2 separate regions of the Capra hircus genome follow, and region 2 is linked to region 1. A link is a contact called in public Hi-C data. All regions are on one chromosome and are shown on one strand. Each heading gives the region's core, a stretch centred on a gene start, on an enhancer-like site or on the middle of the called end of the contact. The rest is flanking DNA. Distances are from core to core; before and after follow the strand shown. Region 1 overlaps CCAR2 (cell cycle and apoptosis regulator protein 2). Region 2 overlaps PEBP4 (phosphatidylethanolamine-binding protein 4).

The links. A called contact is a pair of places that touch in the nucleus more often than the background predicts.
Region 2: a contact with region 1 is called in a Hi-C map of blood, with 4 times the contacts expected there. The contact joins two enhancer-like sites. A contact is called at or near these places in 3 of 5 Hi-C or Micro-C datasets (blood and liver).

The regions. Positions count from the first base shown.
Region 1 is chr8:69,562,428-69,569,482 of ARS1.2, reverse strand. CCAR2 (cell cycle and apoptosis regulator protein 2) reads right to left here. Exons shown (of 21, transcript XM_018052313.1): 8 at 6,668-6,787; 9 at 4,855-5,077; 10 at 4,655-4,768; 11 at 4,194-4,357; 12 at 3,593-3,764; 13 at 3,275-3,505; 14 at 2,964-3,182; 15 at 2,203-2,347; 16 at 1,998-2,080; 17 at 1,167-1,313; 18 at 905-1,016; 19 at 623-811; 20 at 303-508; 21 at 1-77. The coding sequence ends at 33. Among named protein-coding and RNA genes, the nearest start is that of CCAR2, 11 kb to the right of the region's middle. Within about 2 kb of position 4,217, at least 1 of the 5 cell types and tissues checked has an H3K27ac peak or open chromatin away from gene starts, as enhancers often do.
Region 2 is chr8:69,867,318-69,874,372 of ARS1.2, reverse strand. The region is part of intron 3 of PEBP4 (phosphatidylethanolamine-binding protein 4); the gene reads left to right. Among named protein-coding and RNA genes, the nearest start is that of PEBP4, 16 kb to the left of the region's middle. Within about 2 kb of position 3,077, at least 2 of the 5 cell types and tissues checked have an H3K27ac peak or open chromatin away from gene starts, as enhancers often do.

The sequences.
Region 1 (7,055 bases), core at 2,968-5,467:
CTCATAGGATGGCGGCTCCTGCACCAGGCCCCTCAGTTGCTTGGTGCTGGCTCCTCCTTCTCTACCCAGCTGTCGGCCTGTTTGAAACAGACATGAGAATCCGGGCTCGGAGGAGGAAGGGCTGAGATCCGAGATCCCATCCGAGAACTACTAACCACTTCCTCCTGTGAGGCTCCCCGGTCACAAGCTGCTGACTGATGGATTCCATAAGAAACTAGCAGATGAAGGCAAATGCCAGTGAAGCTGGGCCGGCTGTGCTGACCCACCTCACCACACAACGGCCGGCTCTCCAGGAGGCTCACCTTTTCAAGCATCCGCTGTGTGTCGAGCTGCAAGGTGGTCAGGCGCCTTCGGAACTCCTGAAGCAGCCGCTGAAGCTGGTTCTTCTGTCGCTCGGCTGTCCGGGCCATCTCCTCAGCCTCGGCCAGCCGGGCCCGCAGATCCTGCATTTCCGTTGCCAGTGTCTTATTTGTCACTTCAGTGGCTGAGAAACGGTTATGGCTCTCCTCTGGTGGGGGCAGGCCGGAGAGACTGCTCAGCTAAGAGGGGAGTGGATGGCGGGCAGCCTGGAGTCTGGGGTGCGGGCCTCCCGCTTCATCTCCCCAAGCCACAGGCCACTCACCCAGCTTAAGCTCCAGTGTGTGAATCTTGTTCTCCAGGTAGAGCCGCCCGCTGTCCTGCTGCTCTGCACGCTGCAGCAGGTTCCCCACATTGATGAGGCTGCCGTTGTGGGACACCAGGCCCTTGTGCTCCACCGGGGTCGTACCCGGCTTCCCACTCTTCCCGGGAGGAGGCAGCAGGTCCAGGTTCCCTAGGAGGGCCAGGAGAAGGCTCAGGGATGGGAAGTGGGAGAAAGCAGCCCAGCCACCCCCGTCCCCTGGAGGCCGCAGAGCCCAGTTCGCACCGAAGAGCAGGTCCTCAGGGAGTGAGCCATCTGGGCCCTCCGGGCGGCTGTACTGAAGGCTCCGATACTGGCAGATGTTCTGAGACACTGCCCTGCTGACCAGCTGTTTGGCCTGTAGGAAACACACACCCACGATGCCCACAGTTAGAAGGTGCAAGCCCCCTGTAATGGCACACAAGAACCTAGAGCCACAGCATCCCCAGCCACACCTACACACAACGACATTGGGAGAGGCATCTCAGGGAGGACTGGAAGACATTACCTGCTCTGCACTGAGCCGCAGCCCAAGGGTAAGCAGGATCCTCTCCAGGTCTCGCCGGTGCAAGTAGCCACACCAGTTGGCATCAAAGTAGACGAAAGCAAGAAGACAGTCCACAGGGAGCACCGCGGAGGGTTCCAGCTCCTTGGGCTGCAAGAGAAACAAGGATGAACAAGATTTACAAATAGCTCTCTTAATGCTAAATCACCCAGGATGAATCCCTTTCAAAATAATGCAGCTTGGCTGACACATTCACACCCAGACACACCTTCCAGTTGGAGATCTGACCCTTGGCCTGTGAGCAAAGATCTCTCTCTAGGGCACTTCCGCCCCAAGGCCTGTCACCCAGAGAGGAACCGTGTGTGCTCCTAGATCAGACAGCTCGCTCAGAACCACACTGATAGAGACACTGAAGTATTCTCCTGGATCATATGAGTATGGTATCCCATGAGCCAAGAGCTACCTTTGTCTTTCATCAATGAGAAGGTGCCAGGTGTCTGGGACTTTCCTGGTGGTCCAGCAGATAAGCATCTACCTTGCAGCATGGGGGACACACGTTCAATCGCTGGTTGGCGAACTAAGATCCTACGTGCCATGGAGTAACTAGAGCGCCCACGTGCCACAACTAGGAAATCGGTGTGCCACAGCAAAAGACACCCGGTGTGCCATGACTAAGACCCAGTGAAGCCAAAATAATTTTTTTTTGAACTATCATTCTATTAAAAAAAAAAAATGCCAGAGGCCGTTCAGTAAAAGCATCCCTTTCCCAGGAGAGTCAGAGGCCTTGCCAGGCTTCCCGATCACGGAGCCCCAAGAGCACACTGAAGGTCTCACCATGTCCTGAAGGGTTGAGAACTCCATCTCTGACTGGTTCGAAGCAACCGACCGGACCTCGGAATCCTCCAGCTTGGCTCCTGCTACAGAAAGCCTGAGGTGAGCCTAGAGCAGGGCTCACACGGATCCGGGCTGGCTCCACCCAGAACGAGAGCAGTAAGGCCACAGTGTCAAGAAGCCACCATCTGGCCGGCGCCACACATACCAAATTCCTCCTCCCCGTCGTCTCTCAGGAGCAGCAGTTCTGGGTCCAAGGCCATCTCACACAGGTCCTCGGACGCCTCACCCCGGGGTTTCTCTTCGTCTTCTCCCCCAGAATTTGGGGGTTTGGGCAAAAGCCCATCTTCCTTCTAGGAGAAGCAGACCCAGATGATAAGGAGAAGAGCTGCCCCTGGAATTACCCACCATAACAATGGTTAACATTTTCACGTCAGCCGTCTTCAGGCAATGGGATAAAGGCTTACGTGCAGTGTCTCATTTAATGTACTTTGTTACACAGGGGTCACAGAGCAGACCAGGGCGAGTTCCAGACACCTGGGGTGCTCCTCAGGAGTCAAGCCCAATCCCATAAGCAATCTGCTTACTTGATTATATTTAGGCAAGAAGCACACCCATGGACTTTAGAAACAGTTAAGAAAATGCAGTACTGTAGTTAACCGTAGGGTCATGAAAACACCTGTACCCATCAAAGCACTGCTATGAACACAGATGTCCATGGCGCCCTGTCAACCACGCTTCCCTTCACAATGCTCCAGGCCCGCCTCCCTTCTCCCAGGTGCTTCACCTCCGAGCTGTGTAGCCACACAAGAGAGTTACATGCCCCGTGCCCAAATCACACCAGGGTCAGGAGGCGCGTGCAGTGAGTGTGGGGGAGTGAGAGGAGAGCCATGGCGTGCCTGTGCTCCAGTTCTGCTGGGCCTTAGGACCTGCCGCCCCAGTGCCCACACAGAGGGCAGCGATACTCACCGGCGGGGCGTCTGCCTCGGCAGCTGTGCCCTCACTCTGTACCTCATCCTTGGCCTCCTTGGCCTCCTCCTTGACCGCTTCTTCTTCCTTGGCTGCTTCCTCCTTCTCGGGCTCAGACGGGGCCACAACCTTTTCGGGAAGGCTCAGGAGCGTCTTATAAATCCTATAGCCAAAGTCCCTCTGCAGCATCTCCAGAAACAGCTCAGCCAACACCGTGGCCTGGTGGGGGAGGCGGCGGGAGGCCATGAGCCTCAGGACAGAGTGTTCCCATCACTCCCTACCACCCCACAGCCGCCAGCTCCTACACCTGCCTCAAAAGAGATCCTTTCCTTTGGCCTCCGGTCCTCCACGATACTTTGCAGGGACAGGTTTACACAGCGGGAGCGTGCCATGACAGCAGGTTCCAGAGGGGGTGGGGGGGCCTCCGGGAGGTCGGTGTCCACTTCCTGCTGTGCAGTGACCTCCGGATTCTCGGCACTCTGCTTAGACGTGTCTGCTGCTTGCTCCGATCCATCAGCCGGCTGCTCTGGAGGCTCTGCTTCCTGTGGCAGATGTCAAGGGCTATGACCACCTGGGTCCCGGGGTTCATGTACCTACCTCCCTCATTGGTTCGTAAGCCTTGGCCTCACCGCTGGCACCTCTGGGGGCGGGGGAGCTGCCTCTGCAGCTTTCTGCTGGCACAGGGCCTCCCACTCTTCCAAAGTGGGCATGATGGTCCAGATGTCCGGCAGGTACACCACCACAGTCTGGAGCCGCCGCGGGGGTCCTGCCTGCAGGTACTGAAACTCAGCGAAGCGCCACCTGCTCACAGTGAAAGGAAAAATGAAGTGCTGACCCATGACATTCATAAGTGAGTGCTTCAGCTGCCAGTCAACACTTAATGAACATGTACTGAGGGCCAAGCTCTAAAAGATACAGCCCAAGTCCTCAAGAAATGGTCCATGGGAAGAGACAGGTAACCCGACAGTTACTATCCGAGATGCCGTGGCAATAAGGAGCTTGGAATGTGGCTGGGGACCACATCTGAGGAGCTGGCTCTCAACACAATTACACACCCCTAGCCGTGCTCGGGACTGTGGCAACCACTGGCAGGGCTAGAGGGAGGGAGATGAGCAGGGACAAGGAAACTGACAGGAGCTGACAGGTCAGAAAGGCCCAGCAGAAGCCTGGCCTCCGGCCGGGTCTCACCCACTCAGTGGTGCCCACAGACAAGCTCGGGCAGCCACTCACCACTTGGTGCAGGCACTCAAGTCGATGCCAGCCTGGGCCTGTGCGCAGCGTGTGGCGGTGCGGACAAGCACCTGTGGGTCGCCCTTGGGATCGAGGCCATCCAGCGAAGGAGACCACTCACCCCCCACCAGCACTGCCTCATCATCCTTCCAGCCCAGCAAAAACTGCAAAGAGAGACCAGGGATAAGACACGAAAAACCAATCATCTGGGCCTCCCCTTGGGAAACCACCTGCCACTGTTGGGGAACAGAGTCCACCATACTGCATGTGGAGGGCGGCTCTCTACCCATGAACTTGAACCCCACGTGAATCTAGTAAGACCATCTCTGGGCCACACCCTGCTCCTGGCAGAACGACTAGTATCTCAACTCTGTTTCTTTGAGCTCATGAGCAGCATCTCAGCTGACAGGGACTGACCATCATCAGTGAGTGTGTCTTGCCTCCTGGGCCCCAGCTCTTACTTTAATTTGCTTCAGAGGGTGTTCCGGGGTCTCCCGTGGCTCAGCCATGTCATCCACGAACAGCATGCAACAACGATACAATTCCTCCAGTCCCGGGGAGGAGAGCAGCAGTACCTGATAGGGAAGGCGTGAAGGAGACACTTGAGAGTTTTCTCAGCCCTCAACAAGGGGATCAAGTGGCAGGACCCCAGCCAACTCACCTTGGAACTGTAGGTGGGGTCGCTGTCTGTAGGGGGGGGCTCTGCACCAGCATCAGCAGCTGATTCCTTCTCCGAAGATACCTGGATACGGCTTGGATGATGGAGAGAGAAGGGCTGGCTCACAGGGAAGGCTGACAGCCAGCTCAGATGCACGGCCAGAAAATCTGAGGGAACCAGGAGGGTGCGGTAACGGCGCTGGAGTTCTAAGAAATCAAAGACGGGGCTGTGGGAAGAAAGCAGGGAGTTCCAGATTGAGCAAAGATGAATTTTTTTTTTTTTTTAACATGGAACCATAAAAAAGACTTGAAAGAAAAAGGAAGCAAATTCTTTTATAATCTGAGAAAGAAGAGTTTTCTAAGGAAGACACCTCTGAAGAGAGAAAAATGGATTAGATTTGACCACTAAAATGCTATAAGTCAATCTAGGGAAAGGAAAAAAGACATTTGCAATATATGACAGCAAAGAGTCTTTATCTTAAAGTTAATATAAAAGGAACCCCACAAATCACTAAAAAAAAATCACATCTAAGAGACAACTGGAAAAACTGATAGCAACAGATACTCAGAAAAAGGAATGAGACTGAAAAGCTCATGAAAATACCCTCAGTATCACTCATAATTGAAGAAATTCAAATCAGGGTATCACTTTTCACCTACTGGACTGACAGAGATCACGAAGCTGGCTAACACAGTGCTGGCAAAGGCTAGGGGTACAAGTACCTCACAATTCGTGTGAGAAGGTAAACTGACCCAGCCTCTGTGAGAAGCCTGGCCATACCTTCAAGGTTCACAGACCTTTAAGCCAGCTACTCCATTTCTAGGAACTGAGCTCAATAAAATGCTTGCACCTGTCCACAGACATGTCTAGAGAAGAATGTTTATTATTACAACAAGATTTAGAATAACTACAGATTAAAAATGGAGACCTGTTTCAATAAATTCTGGTCCATCCACTTAGCCGTGTGGTTGCTAAAAAGAATGAGATCAGTCTAACAAACTGTGGAATAAATTCCAAGATAAGTGAAAAAACAAAGGGCCCAATAGTATGTACAACAGGCTTCCACTGTGATTTTAAAAAAAAATCACAGCTGTGTGTGTGGCTAATCATTAGCAATCGGTGTCCTGACCACTCAAGATGCACCCTCCCACAGTGGTGATGTGGGGACCAGGGTCTCCTGAGATTACCCTAGGGAGGCAGGTGGGTCAGCATGTAGAGTACAAGGTGCGCCCTAGGCCTGGGGGAGGAAGCAGGGCAGCCCGCCCTCCCTGCCCGTCATGAGGAGGTGCTCAGAGGCCACCCTCACTTCCATGTGGACAAAAGTCTATCTGCCCTGGGGGCTTCTAACACAGCAGCTGGAGCCCTGCATCTCCCCTGCTAGCTGGCATCTGGGATCACTCAATCTACTCAGTTTCTACACGTGAGAAGTAAGCTTGTGTGGGGGCCAGTGACCTCGTACATGCCGTCACACTCAAGAAACCATTCAGAGCTTCCCTGAGAAACCAGTCCCACCGTTCCCATGACCCATAGTTTCCACCTGATTTATAACTGGTACTGGGCACCTGGATTTTGATTGGGATGCCATAATTATAGGCTGGCATAACAACTTCTGTTGATTAAATCATAAATCAGTGGTGCTATGCTGGTCTGAATTTGAGATTCTGAAATAAATTTGTCATATTAAAAAACAAAAATGAAGTGAGCAAAAAGGTCATAAGAATACACATACACAATTACTCCCAGACTATATCTCATTTACACGAGAAAAATGTTACAAGCTACAAGTCTCACCCCGAAGCCCAGCCTCCCCACTCACCTGTCCACAGTATAGGGAGTGAGATGGACTCGGTAAGGAGGCAGGTCATGCCTTGGTTTCTTAGCACCCCAAGGCTCTCCACCAGCTCGCTGTTTGCGTTTCTTGGAGTCATAGTCATCGCTGGAGGTTGATTCATCACCAGAAGGAAGAAACCATACTGTTAAATACAGCTTCAGGACATGTTGGCCTAAAAAGAGCTGGAAACCATCTGAATCCTGAACTTTAAAGAAATGGATAAATAAGCCATACTAACAGCCATATAAGAGACTGTTATTAAAGATATCAAAGTACACATTTAAATGCTTTAAATAACAGAAAACCATTCGTATTCAACAAAAAGTACAGTACGGAACACTGTATAGATAACAGTGCCTCAAATGAGCAAAGA
Region 2 (7,055 bases), core at 1,828-4,327, 310 kb before region 1:
TATAAAGGCAGTCAAGTCCACCAGGCTTGGTGAAGGCAGAGGAATGGGGATCGCCAAGAAGGAGACAGCCGGGACAGCTGTCGGGTTTCTGCAACAGGCAGGTGGAGTGGCTGAGGGTTAAGCTGGGCATGTAATTTATCCCCCAAAACAAGACGTTTTGGAGAGTGAAGGGAAGGTACTGTTGATAATAATTGGGAGGAAGGGCACTATCGGGCACTGTCACTAACAGCGGTGCTGTCACCAAACGAGGGACACAGGAGAAGGTTTGGATCCACAGGGACCACGGGCAGTGAGTGGCAGCAGCTTTGCATCACTGAGGCCCCTGTGTGCATCCAGTGAGCAGATCAGTCTAATACTGGGAAGAGAAGGCAGGGCTGGAGGCCTAGCTTTGGGTCCTTGGCATCTGAGGGCACAGGGTGGAGTGTTCCAGGAGCCTGGGCTCCTCAGGGGACTGGGGAGGATACGGAGTAGCCAGCAGCAGCCAGCCAGCAGAGGTCAGGTCAGACTGGCAAGAGAGAGGTTGCTGAAGGGCCAGGCTGGGAAAGAGCTGTCAGATTTGTCAAATTCCCTGGCACTGCTCTCCAGCAAGCAGGAGAGGAGTTTCAGGGCAGTGGGCCTGGGGAGAAGGTCAAGTCAGGACACGGTACAGAGTCTACTGGAGGGGGTTCACCCACGTGATGCTTCACACCTGTGATGCTTTAGGGGAGAATTAATTAATGAGGTACAACCGCAACCCAGTGCCAGGCACATGACAGAAGCGTAATAAATGGTAGAGCTTGTCATACAATAAAAGACTGCTTTGTAGTCTGAAGGGTAAAGGGCACAGAAGAAGGGTTGGGCTCCTGGAGGCTCTGAGAGGAGCTGGTGAGGTGGTAACAGAGAAGGGGGCTGATAGGTGGAGACAAGCCTGGGAAGGCAGGTGGGCAGACCACCCAGAACCCAGGTAAGGATGCTTGTGTGGAAGAGAGCCTGCTCACATGTCATTTTATCCTTTGTCCTTGGCTGAAGGCTGCTAAAATCACCCCACTCTGTCCCACCCCAGCCCAGGGCCACCCAGCCATCTTTTTGGGGGGGTGCCTCTGGCCACAATAGGGCCAGGTGAAAAGAGCGATGTTCATGGCTGTCTCTAATCTTTGCAGTCAGAGTCTGAGGTCGTAGAGAAACTTCCTCTGCAGGATTTCACATGATCCTCCTAGCAATGCTGGGAGCTGGGCCAAGTAGGGATTATCCCCACAACTGCAGGATGAGAGGCACTTCCCAAGGGCAAGGTCAAGCTCGCCCAAGCTGGGGAGTGGAGGAATCAGCCCTGGATAGCAGGTGTCCCACCTCTCAGTTCATTGCTCTATCACCTTCAAGATGTTGCTTCTCAAGTGCACCCCCGAGTCCCAGAGAAGAGTCCTGGATGTCCATGCGGGACTCAGGATGTCAGGCACGCATCCACTTCCTGGAGCAGATCCTGGCCCCCTGCGGGACACTGTCCCAGGAGCCAGTTGTTGTTGTTCAGTCACTCAGTCGTGTCTGACTCTTTGCGACCCCATGGACTGCAGCATGCCAGGCTTCCCTGTCCTTTGCCATCTCCTGGAGTTGCTCAAACTCGTGTGCATTGAGTCGGTGATGCCATCCAACCATCTCATCGTCTGTCGTTCGCTTCTCCTCCTGCCTTCAGTCTTTCCAGCATCGGGGTCTTATACATTCCTGCCCACGAGGGGCATCTTGTAGCTGTGTGAATGTAAGTTGCAGCCATTGCTAAGAGGATGACCTCAGGAGATGGTCATCCTGATGGCTGATGTTTTGCTCCTGGGCGCCTTCGTCTCGGAGCTTCTTGGCCTTAACCTTCATTTCCAGTCCTCTTTATCCCCCACCACCTTTTCCATCGTCATACTCTCTGCTCCAGGGTTTACAGAAGCCCTGGCCAGACCTTTCTATAAATCCGCCCATCCCCAGTCCACAGGGCTGCTCCTGGGAGCACCGGCAGAGAGGGTGTTTGTTCAGTGACTGAGCCTCTGATGTCGGCTGAGAGCTCCCGGTCAAGTGCTGGGGAAACGGGCTCCAGATGTTTTTCAGATCAAATAATGTTCCTTTGAAAACACTGTGTGGGCTGCTTCACTGAGGGGGCAGATGGGGCCTGAAAGGCCAGTTCAGTGGGTTTGCATCCGGGTTTAAAGAATAAAGGTCACTCAGCCAGTGTGTGTTGGGGTCCAGGGTGGGGTGGGGGTGGGGGGTCGCCGCACCCTTGGGATCTGTCCCCGGTGGTCTGCTGGGAGTGTGGGCAGAAGTCTCTTGGATTTTAAAATCGCTGCACAGCCTTGATTGGAGCCATTTAGAGGGACAAAAACATGAACTTTGAACGCCCCGCAGTGACTTTTTGTAGGCTCGCACTGGAGAGGGGGAGGTGGCTTTACAGAGGAGTTCGGAGAAAGACCAGGAGGAATTTAAAATAAGGCATAATGTCCTTTGCTGTTTCTTAACGCTTGGGGACTGAGGGGTGAGGGGAGGAGGTGGGGAGGGCATCTGCTAGGAGGGATGCACCCACCACAGTCTGCAGGGGCACCCACTGCAGTCTGAGCCCTCCCCAGGCCAAGGGCCTGAGAAGAATGGGAGCTGGGGTGGCTGCTGGGGGTTGGGGCCTGGCAATGTCAAGTGATTTATAGCAAAGGGACAGGTTGAGGGGACAGGTGGAGAAGGAAATGACAACCCACTCCAGTGTTCTTGCCTGGAGAATCCCAGGGACGGTGGAGCCTGGTGGGCCGCACAGAGTCGGACTGTAGCGACTTAGCAGCAGCAGCAGCAGCAGAGGGCACAGGGGGCATGCAAAATGTGAAGAAATCAGGGACGGTTTGCTCCCCACCTGCAGGTCTGCCCCGACAATTTGAGGCAGGGTCAGGAGAATCCATGGGACATTCTGATTCCCAAGTCTGAGTTCTGCCTGTGACGTTGGGCATGCGGAGACCCTAGACGCCCCCGTAGCGGCGGGCAAGGCCCAGAGGGCCAGGAAGGAGCGGGGCCTGCCCGGCTGGTAGGCGTGGCTCTCCAGGCCCCGCGGGTTGGAAGGCGGAGCTGGCCTCTTCCCTCTCCCGAGGCTGCAATTCCAAGAGGCGACACCAGAGGGAGATAGACGACCGTCATCCCGCCCCATCAAGGTGAGCGGGCTGGGTGGCCAGGGTCTCAGGCACAGGGAGGCAACGCCAGGGCCTTGGGATGGTGGAGACTTAAGCTGGTAATGGAGAAACGGAGGGTGCCTGATTTGTGTCGAGTGTGCAAGCCTCCGCATTCCTTGCTCACCTCTCCTGGGCCAGCTGGCTGTGGGGATACCCTTCTATTCAAATACAAATATGCCTGGAGTGGAATTGCTGACACTAGGCACCACTAACTTGAAATGCCCTAGGGGCCAGGCTGGTAGACTGGTGGGTGAAACAACCGGTTGGAAAGCGAGGAGAAGGGCAAACGCAGGCCCTCACATCCCAACTGGTAGTAAAAAGTTATTTTAAATTGTGCTGGTGGTCCTCTGTTCATCCCATTTCGCTTGCCTGCAGACTTGACCTGCAGAGTCAGGATGGTCTGGCGGGACTGAAAGCTGCCGGCTGTGAGAGTTGGTTTTTCCGTTCACAGAGCTCTTGGAGCCCCAGGATTGGTCTGAGAAGCTTGCAGTTCCCTGGCCTTGCAGAGACCTCATCTCACACCCTAATCTGTTGCCCGTAACACCATGACCTTGGGCAAGTTGCTTCTCACTGAGATTCCTTTCCCTCACCTTAAAATGGGTATGAGATCCACTTCTGGTAAGATGAGCAACCGGTTATCCGTCCCAGTCTTTTCCGGGTCCATCAGTAGCATTTGGTCCAGGTGGTCACCTCTTCCTCGTAGATCGATGGATGGTTTTCACCTGGCTTCAGGCACCCACACACTCCTACCCGCTTCTAGTTCTTCACTTATTCAGCCCCTCTGCTGGGTGCTCCTCCTCCCACCAGCCTCTTCTTGTGGGATACCCCAGGCCTCTGTGTCACGCCTGTAAGTGTGGTCTGTATGCTGTCCTACTCACATGGCCACGGGGGTGTCTGATGGACCCTCACAGGCAACACATCCAATGCCAGTGCTCCGTCCCCACCCTCTCCAAACACGCACCTTCTGCCATCATCCCCGTCTCGGCAGAGCTGCCCCAGCCCCAAGTTGTGCCAGCTGGACATCCTGGCATCTTCAGTAACTGCCCCTTCTCTCCCACCACACATGCGTCCCAGTCACTGGGGATCTGTCCAGTCACTGACCACTTCTCTCTCCTCCACGGTTAACACCGGCCAGGGCCACACCCTCTCTGCCTGAATTATTGCAACAGCCTCCTACCTGGTCTCCAGGCTACCACAGCTACCCCGAACAGCCAGCCTGTCCTCAACAGAGCAGCCAGAGCAAGCTTTTACATCTCCTGGTCAGATCAGCTCACTCCTCTGCTCAGAATCCTTCCGTTTCTCCTCAGGTCACCAGAAAGTAAGAGCCAGCGTGCTCACAATGGCTTACAGGACCCCATGTGACCTGGCCCATCGTCACCCCTCTGACCTCAGTCCTGCTACTTTCGCCTTGCTCGCTGGCTCCAGGCCTCCTAGCGTCTCATCTGCTCCAGGGCCTCTGCGCAGTGCTTCCCTCTGCCTGTGTCTCTTCTCCCCCTCACATCGTCACATCCTCCCCTGCTTCTGACTCTGCTTAAATGCCATCACCTCCAGGAGGCCTTCCCAGCCCCTCGGCCTGGCACCCCGAGCCCCTTATCCCTCTCTACTTCTTCCTATCATGTTTATCACCTTCTAACCTGCACATCAGTTCTTCAGTTATTGTGTTTACGTTTTGTTTGCCTGTCCCCGCCCCTGTCCCCGCCCCGACCCCACAGCTAGAATATAAGCTCCATAAGGGCAAGAATCTTCGGCTTATTCCCGGATGCATCCCAAGCACTAGCAGTGTCTGCCACATTGTTGTTGTTGTTCAGTTGCCAAGTCATGTCCACCTCTTTGCAACCCCGTGGACTCCAGCATGCCAGGCCTCCCTGTCTTTCACTATCTCCCGGAGTTTACTCAAGTTTATGTCCATTGAATCAGTGATGCTGTCTAACCATGTTATCATCTGCTTCCTTCTTCTCCTTCTCTGCTACATTGCAGACACAATAGATATTTTCTGAATGAAGATTATTGAATGATGGTTGCGAGAGATCACATATATAAAGCCTGTCAGTGCCAACACAGGAAGCATTCCAAAAATGATGATGGTGATGGTGATGGTGGTGGTGATGGTGCTGGTAGTGGTGACGGTGGTTATAATAATCTTCTCCAACACCTAGGTGCCTAGTGCATCCTGCAACACGTCAGTGGAGGCGGTATCTAGAAGATTTGGCATACAAGGCAGAGGGTTGTAGGGGAGGTTTAAGGGTTAAGAAGAGATAGCAGAAGAGAGCTAGAGATGGAAGAGACATGTTTTATACCTCATCGGAAAGGAATAGAGCTCCATGACTGGACACAGTGCTATGCAGAGAACAGACACTAGGAAACCTTTGGAAGGGTTTCCCAGGTGGCTGTAGTGGTAAAGAACCCACCTGCAATGCAGGAGGCACAGGAGACGCAGGTTCGATCCCTGGGTCGGGAAGATCCTCTGGAGGAGGGCATGGTAACCCACTGCTGTATTCCTGCCTGGAGAATCCCATGGGCAGAGGAGTCTGGTGGCAGACTACAGTCCATAGTGTCGCAAAGGCTCAGACATGACTGAAGCGTCTAAGCACACAGGCAAACCTGTGGAATGGATGAGTAAATCCTTTGCCTTGTCATCACATGCAGAGACCACTTTAGAAACTGGGCAAGCAGCCTCGGCAAAAACTTTGGGCGGGGGGAGGCTGAACTGAAATAGGGACAATGGAAGGAAGGCAGTAGTCTCCTGAGGCTGGACAGAGATGGGCAGTCCGCCACGGCGTCTGCTCGGATGGCATCCCTCTGCTCAGGATCACAGCGTCCCACCAGGTAGGTATTCACTGACTCCTGGGACCCTACGGGTGACTGCTGGAAGAGAAGAGCCATATCTCTGGGAAACTGAAGTTTCAGGTGCCCCCTCCCCATTAAAACCCCACACCCTCACCCCGTAGCTCTTCTTCACACAAACCTGGTATTTGGTGAAATGCAAGACCCTGATGTTGGGAGAGATTGAAGGCAGGAGGACAAGTGGGTGACAGAAGATGAGATGGTTGGATGGCATCACTGACTCAATGGACACGAGTTTGAGCAAACTCCGGGAGATAGTGAAGGACAGGGAAGCCTGGCGTGCTGCAGTCCATGGGTTTGCAAAGTGTCAGACACGGCTGAGCGACTGAACAACAACAATGCCAGTGAGACTGCCTTTAGTTCTTTCTTCAAGTAGAGTGATGGTTAATTTCAGGTTTGGAGTCGAATCCCTCGATTGCTAACGTGCTCAGACTGAAGCTGCTCACCAGCTCCCATGCATCTGGCGCTCCCCATCCTCCACCTCCCCATCTCAGATGGGAAACAAAGCCACGTGAGGTGTGTACCTTTTCCAGCGTGTAATCGTGGAACAGCTATTTCCTCCTCCCCGCTCATTTCTCTCATTCACTAGCAAAAAAGCAGGGCTCCGTGGAAAGGTGCCTACAAGGCTGAGATCTCCTGAAAGGCAGAAGCGGCAGGTCAATTCCTGCATCTCCCTGGCAACAACCTCTGACCTGGCCCTGCCAACTCCAGCCTCAGACAAGCAAATGCAGAACCCCACCTGTACAAGAAATCCAGGTGGTTTAGAGCAGTCAGTGTGAAATCAAAACCACAAAGCCATAAAATGGCTGGGAAAGCAACATACAGATAAATGTTTGTCGGGTTGCAGGTTAGGGAGGGTCTGCCTAGGCATAAAAATCAAGACAAAGTCAGATGGGGAAAAAAAGAGGGATGTGAGTTACAATAATATTTGAAACTTCTGCACTTTAAAAAATGCCATAAACAAAATAAAAATCCAATGACAAACTGAGAGAACATATGTGCCACAAATATGGCAATGGATTATTATCTTTATTGCATAAAAAGCCCTTATAA